Regions from separate parts of the Sus scrofa genome. Here region 2 is linked to region 1. Evidence: chromatin contacts called from public Hi-C data. All regions are on one chromosome and are shown on one strand. The core of a region is the stretch at or near the end of the contact, and the rest is flanking DNA. Distances in the headings are between cores, read along the strand shown.

What was found. Hi-C and Micro-C count contacts between places; a contact is called where the count stands out from the background.
Region 2: a Hi-C map of fetal liver shows a contact between it and region 1, with 2.9 times the contacts expected there. The contact joins the enhancer-like site here to the promoter of FOXA1 in region 1. A contact is called at or near these places in 1 of 5 promoter capture datasets (liver) and 5 of 47 Hi-C or Micro-C datasets (fetal liver, liver and skeletal muscle).

The regions. Positions count from the first base shown.
Region 1 is chr7:62,469,602-62,473,213 of Sscrofa11.1, forward strand. FOXA1 (hepatocyte nuclear factor 3-alpha) reads left to right here and starts at 1,632. Exons shown (of 2, transcript XM_001929276.4): 1 at 1,632-1,961. The coding sequence starts at 1,890.
Region 2 is chr7:62,571,860-62,575,471 of Sscrofa11.1, forward strand. The region is part of intron 10 of MIPOL1 (mirror-image polydactyly gene 1 protein); the gene reads right to left. Among named protein-coding and RNA genes, the nearest start is that of FOXA1, 100 kb to the left of the region's middle. Within about 2 kb of position 1,697, at least 4 of the 83 cell types and tissues checked have an H3K27ac peak or open chromatin away from gene starts, as enhancers often do. A contact at or near this core is called in fetal liver, where this site is marked.

The DNA.
Region 1 (3,612 bases), core at 382-2,881:
AGGGGGAGAGATATCTTTTGAAGACAAGTTAAAACATATTTCTTAAAATGAGATTAATAACGTTTTTTTAAACTTTGCCAAACAAGAATATCTTGCAGATTCTTAGTCCTTTTAGAAAGATTTTGTTCTACTGCTACTTAAAGAAACCCAGTGGTTGTCAGAAAGTACAACACATACAAACTCTCTCTCTTGCTCTCTTTCTCTCTGTCTCTGTCTCTCTCTCTCTCTCTCACACACACACTCAGAAACCACACACACATCATCTCACAATCTCTCACCAACTCAGTGCCTATCATCCAGTCACTTTTTAGTCGGTCCTCCTCAGGAATTATGAGCAAACCACCACCCAGAGCCTCGTAGGAGCCAAGAGGTTTTGCCTGTGGGAGCACTTCCCACCGATGTCCAGGACTGATTAGAAACCAAGCGGGCACCGGGGTCCTAGCCCAGCCACTCCATAACAGAGATAGGACGAGGCACCGTAGTCACCACCGCTGGCCTCAGCGTGGCACCTCTCTAGCCGAGCAAATGCACTCCCGCTCCCGAGCCCAGGCTCTCCCAGCACGTATTTAGGGAGATGTCTCCTCCCCCTGACCTTTCCCTATCAGAAACCTGACGGTCGCCTCCAGCTCAGTCCCCGAGGCTGCGGAAGGGGGGCGGGAGGAGGAGCTGGGCTTAGAGAGGACGGCCCGACTCGGGTCCGCCTGCCCTATCACACAGACATCTGTTCTCAGTTTCTTCCTCTTTATGATCGCTACAGATGACAAGGGGGAGTAGAGCGGACTGAGGCGGAAAAAAAAGTTATGTCATAAAGATATAAAACGGTGCTGTGACTCACCTGCTCTTAGCCGCAGGTACGGGTTTCGTGGCAGCGTCTCCACTCTGCTAGCCAGGAGCCCGGATCGGCCTAACGTCACTTGGCTCGGCTGACTCAGATGGCCGAGTTTCTAGTGACGGGGCAAAAGTGGGGCTTTTTCCTTTTTCAAGCCTGAAGTACAGGGCAGGGGCGGGGAGGGAGGGGAGTCTGTATTCTCCAGGCTCCCGGGGTTGAACTTTAGGTCAGGAATCAGAAGGGCGGGGGCTGGAAGCCAGCAGAAGAACAAGAGGCAGGAAGGGCGCGGGACGGGGCCGCATCACGGGCCTCTAGAGGGCCCCGAGTCCTCCTCGGAAGACCCTGGGGTCGGGTAGCAGACACTATCCTTCGAGCCCCCGCTTCAACGCCACCGCCCCCAGCTCTTCTTCGGCTGCGCGGTTCCCATCCACAACCCTTGCTAGCCCGCCCGGCCCCGCCTATTTTTCTTTTTTCCTCTTCCAAAGGGGGTTACACCCCCACCACCACCCCATTTTCCTCTTCCCCCAGCCTCCGGGCCTAAACCAATTACACTGCTTGGCAAACAAAGTGAGGGCCGGGTTTGGGGGAGGGGGCTCGATGGGAGGGGGCGCAGGGGCGCGCGCGGCGGCGGCGCGGCTGGGCGGGAGGCGCGGGCTGCTGGACTGGCGGGCGGCCGCCTCGCAGGTGCACCTCAGGCTTTGTAGGTGCGAGCGTCTTTGTGCGGCGGACAAATGGGGAGAGGACGAGGAGGTGGGCACTCGAGCGACGTAAGATCCACATCAGCTCAACTGCACTCATCTCGCAGAGGCCGCCCGCTCACTTCCCGCGGAGGCGCTCCCGGGCGCCGCGCTCCGCGGCCGCCACCTGCCCCCGCCCGCCGCGCCGCCGCGCACGCCGCGCCCCGCAGCGCCTGGCTTCCTCCTTGCTAGGGTGGCGTTGGGCCGGCGCGGGCGCTCGGGTGATTGCCGCTGCTCGGCTCCCCGCCCCCAGCCCTGCGCCGCGCGGCTGCCCGTCGCTTTGCACAGGGCTGGATGGTTGCATCGAGCAGGGTGGCTCCAGGATGTTAGGGACTGTGAAGATGGAAGGGCATGAGAGCAGCGACTGGAACAGCTACTACGCGGACACACAGGAGGTGAGACGCGGGCAGCAGGCGGGACGTTTTCGGGCCCCGTGCCGGAGGAAGCCTGGCGAGGCGAGCGCCCGGAAGGGCGGGCGGCTGGCGGACTTGAGGCGCCTTTTGCGTGCCACCGCTGCTTGCCCACCGGGTTTGGCCCCGACCGGGCCTTGGCCGAGCCGGGGATCCAGATCCGCAGCCCCGCCGGGGAAGCTGGATCCCGGCGCCTAGATCGAGCGAGATGGTTTGAAGAAACTCTGGCTCTGAAAGCACTCGCTTTGGGAAGCACTTGCCTCCTCCTTGCTGAGAACGGGAGCCGGAGCCTGGCCCGGGGTGTCGCGGGTTGGCGGGCCGGCGCCGGCATGAGTTGGAGGCAAAACTCTGAAAACGCCGGAGTTCGCCCGCCCAACATCCTTTGTCCCGCAGTTGAATTCTCAGTTGTCTTCTGGTGAAAGCGCGCACCTGCTAAGTTGAGCGTCTTAATAATGAAATGATTCAGAAATTTTGTAAAACTTCTTCAAAAGCCCTGTTTGGGGAGAAGTATGCTCGTTCTTCTCTAGAACCGCTGGGTGGCGCTGGTGCGAGCTGACTTTTCCTCCAGCACTCCGGGCGGGCGGAGAACCTGTTTCTCTTCATTGTCCCCTTGGTGGCACGTTCATGTGGTTTATTTTACAATGTGCACAAAGGGATTGCGAAGAAAATCAGGTACAGGCAGGACCACCACCTACTAAAAGTATTTCTCTGGAAATAGCTGGCGGTTACCCCCGAAAAAGTTTACCATTATTGAAAACGTTTATTAAAAATGATTTGGATAATCTTTAGGAAAAGTAAAAAATACTTTAAGACATGGCCAGAAAATTATAAAATCAGGAAATATTTTCCTAGTAACTGACTTATTTAGATTTGTGTGTATATATATATATATTCACAAATTTACCTTGAGTTTATTTGCATGCCATAGCAGAATGTATGCCTACTTAAATTTGTTTGTTCACCTTTTACGTTTTCGAATAGAATTATGTTTTCTGATGAAAATAAAAGTAAGGATATCATTATTTCTATTAAGTTATCAGAGAAGTAGTTTTTATATTTCTGTGCTCTATATTTTATAACATATATAGTGCATTCTCAAATTGCTATTGATAAGGGTTTTCTCCAACTGATGATTTAAGAAGGAGCTCAGAACTCTTCCTCAGCGTTAATTCAGATACAGTCATCTGCACTCACTAATCAATTAAATTCTCTATGGAAAGAGCTTCCTTACAGATTAAAGCTGAGAATTAGTAAGTAGAGTAACATTAAGAGAAAGTAAATGGACTTTGATTTTGGATTTTTAAAATATTTGAAACTATTCATATAGTTTCAAAAGCCAGATTTTTAGGGGATCAGTGGCAAAGTATCAGTGAAAAAATAGACGATTATTTCTACAAATTGCATCATTAAATTTTTTAAAAATTAGGGACCTGGAAATAGAGAATGAAATTAGTGCAAGTTTATGAATGGCTGTAAAGTCATGTTAAAGTTAAATGAAATGATATTTGTTATGCAACCCTCCCTGCCCCTTCTCCTGTTGTAGATTGATTTTTAATTTTTTCCCAAAACTTAACTTCTGAGTTTCTTTCTCTTTTCAATACAGTTGCTACAAGTAGATGGAAAACACTGCTTCTAA
Region 2 (3,612 bases), core at 447-2,946, 100 kb after region 1:
TCAGCATGGACATAAATTTCTTTAAGAAATTTGACCTGGTGTCAGATTAGGTGATCCTCTCACGTGTTCCTTTAGTGCTCTCACCTTTCAACTGGATAGATGTTAAGCAATTTTTTTTCACCATTTGATCTCTAGTGCCCAGAAAAGAACTTAATAATATTTGTGGAACTGATTAATTACTGGTTCCATAGGCCTGCTTCACGTGGTTCTTAATTTTTTTTTTAATGTTTTGATGGCTGACTAGAATCTCTGTGATTGGTATGTACCCTGCAGAATATAAGTTATGGATATGTAGTACTGGATATGTAGTTAACTGATGTGACTTTCAGGTTGGTTGCTTTGTGGACACAAAGAGTAATAAAAAGCCTAAGATTTGAAAAGGAAGTGAAAGAAGGAAATGTAAGCAAAAATAACTCTAATGAATTACTCTCTTCTGGAGGGGAATTTTAAATTGACTCTCATTACTATGGCACCATTGTGGATTTCAGCAGTTTCCCCCGAATACTAGAAACAAGTGCTACAGGACGCCCCTCTGGTGGCAGAGTGAACATTTGCTTACAGTGAAATAATCTTTGAAAGGAGTCATTCATTCAATAAATATTTATTGAGCAACTAATCATATACAGCATCAAGTACACGTTAAATGCTTGGGACACAACAGTAATTAAAACAGATAAAAACATCTGATTATATAGAGGTTTTGCCCCTACTTTACCTTTAGCGCCTGGAAGAATTAATATTTGTCAGTTGATTAATTACTGTTTCTTAAGCCCTGCCTCTAATCTGAATCATTCCATATTTCCTTACCTCTTCATGGCCTTCACTCTAAAGGTGGGACTGCATGGAAGATGCATACCTAAGGAAGGAGGACAGCTGTATGTAACATAATTCTCCTGGGGCAACCTCTACATCTCTCCTATTTCCTTTATTTCTGATTTTAAAATTCTTTTTACCATAAGTCAGTGTATTCACCAACAAATGTCAGTTTGTGGAAATTAAAGCAGGTTTCTTTATAGTGGAGAGTTATAAGAAATTATCTTTTATCATAATTTTATTGATGATTTGGGCTATAGTAATTATAGAAAAATGTTATTCACACATCAGAATGATTCCTAATTTAAGCCAATTATACATGTGCTCTATAAATCTTATTTAAAAGGAAATAAATTGGTTAAATATTTTGTTATATTTTTAAGCAGTTTCTCTGTATAATGTGAAAATTGAAGACGTGAATAAATTCAGCCCAAGCTACAGACTGCTTTATCTACATGTTTTAGGGATTATAAAGATAAAAGTAAGGTTATTGTTTCTTTGAGAGCTAAAGAACTCAGTAAGGCATTCATTCAGGTTTCTTCAGAAGGGAATACTTGGTTTATCAGCAGTCTGATAACACTAAAACATGCCTTATATCACATTTACAGGCATCAGAATTCTTTCAAAAAACATAGCTAATAATCAGAATGAATGTCATTTACTTTTGTTTTGGTCTCCAGGAAATACTGTTTACTTTGCTTTAAAATTTATGTGAGTCATTTTGGTTATATGCCTTTTTTAATTAGCTCGAAGGAAGCAATCACTGGGGAGAAAGCGGAAATCAATTCTGATCCGATATTGATAGCTACTGTGCTGTAAACTGTGTGTCCTTTCTAATTAAATGTAAACATGTTCAGTTCTAAAGTCCAGCAGCAATGACAACAGTCACTAGGAAAGATTGCCTAAGTACTTACTGCTCAACTGATCTGCCTGGCCTTTATTTCGTTCAGAGTTGTGCTTGTGCAATCATTGCTGGGTGAATGCTGGTTGTTAACTGACTTTTTTTAGGTCATCTTCAGAGAAAATATTTGACAAGAATGTAGAGTGCTCTGTAATACCCAAAGTTATTTATTAACTATGTCCTTCTGATAGCTAATCAATGGCATTGCACAGAGTCAAATTTGTTGCGCCAAACTGCCCCCCTGCCCAAAGCCAAGTCTTGGTAAATATTTAATGGCAGTAGAGGTGTTTTGCTAGTTATCAAACTGATATGTTAAAAGACTCTTAAAAGCAACTTTATCTTGCCTTCCCTTCCATAAATAATTTGCTCAGCAATATAGTGTGTAGGTGTAAAAGCATCAAGATTTCATTTTCCTGAGTGGCTTGCTCAGAAAAATACAAAATGAGAATATGAAAACAATGCTCATTTTAATCAGTATTCCATAACTTAAACATAAAAGGGAAAAACAAACCACCAAACTTCTCTCCTTGGTAAAATGCCAACTTAAAGGATAAAACAACCCAGCCCCTCCACTGTACTAAACACTACACCAGCCTTATTCAAAACCCATTATACAGCTGCTGTCATAAGCAAAGTTTCTGTTGCTTCTGTAAAAATCAGAGGATATATGGATTTTTGCTTTCTATTCAACACAATAAAGATTAGGTTATACATCTTGATCTTTTTTAGTTTCTGAATTTTTAGGCCCCTTTGTTTCATATGCTAACTCCTGGCTGGGCACAATAAAAAGCGACCGCTTTTTTTTTTTTTTAATCTGGAATAAATCTCTTCAGACAAATCTTATTAGAATACTTGATAATTGCTTAAACTCCTTCTAAAAATAAGGCTGATTTTTTAAAAAATTCTCACTTATTTAGTTTTTACAGATTTTAAGGAAGTTAACGCATTTCTTTTTTATTCTGGCATGCATACTGGTCTAAAAGTTTAACACTAAATTTACTCTAAATACTGACTTATGGAGTATGACTATTAATAGCCTAACTGTAGAAAGCCACAAATTATCTTCCTAAATATCAAGTAAGACCTGGAAACTCAAAGCATTGCACTGAATTAATGACCCTTCAAGATGCATCCTACATCAAAAGGGTTAAAATTGAAAATAAAGAAAAAAGGGTAAAAGTTTAAAGTTTAAAGTTTTCAGAAAGGGAAAATATTACAAATGTGCCAGATTTGAGGTGGAAACATTGGATTTCATAATTTTGGGATGATCTGGTTTATTTTACTTTGTGGTGGTCTGAAAGGAATGTTTATACATTTTTTTGCCTGACACAGCTAGTGTACAGAAGAGAAATAGCCTCCCACTATCAATGACATATGAAGTTAATTTTTAAGATATTACTGATGGCCCAACTGCTATTGAAGGCAAGGTTCTTGAATTTTTCCTAAATTCCTTTCTAAGAGTTACTTAATAATATGGTGCTTTGAGAAAGCAAAGTACCATACTCCAACTTTATTTTTTAATTTTTTTGGCAATTTTTATTACTCAATGAATTTTATTACATTTATAGTTGTACAGTGATCATCACAACCAAATTTTATAGCATTACCATCTCAAACCCTCAGTGCATCCCCCCACCAACCAACCTGTCTCATTTGGAAACCATAAGTTTTTTGAAGTCTATGAATCAGTATCTGCTCTACAAAGAAGATCATTGTGTCCTTTTTTTTTTAGATTCCACATGTAAGTGATAGCATTTGATGTTGCTGTCTCAGTGTCTGACTGACTTCACTTAGCATGATAATTTTTAGGTCCATCCATGTTGCTGCAAATGCCATTATTTCTTTCCTTTTAATGGCTGAGTAAAAGGAGTTTTATTTTGTACATTGTTAACATCAGT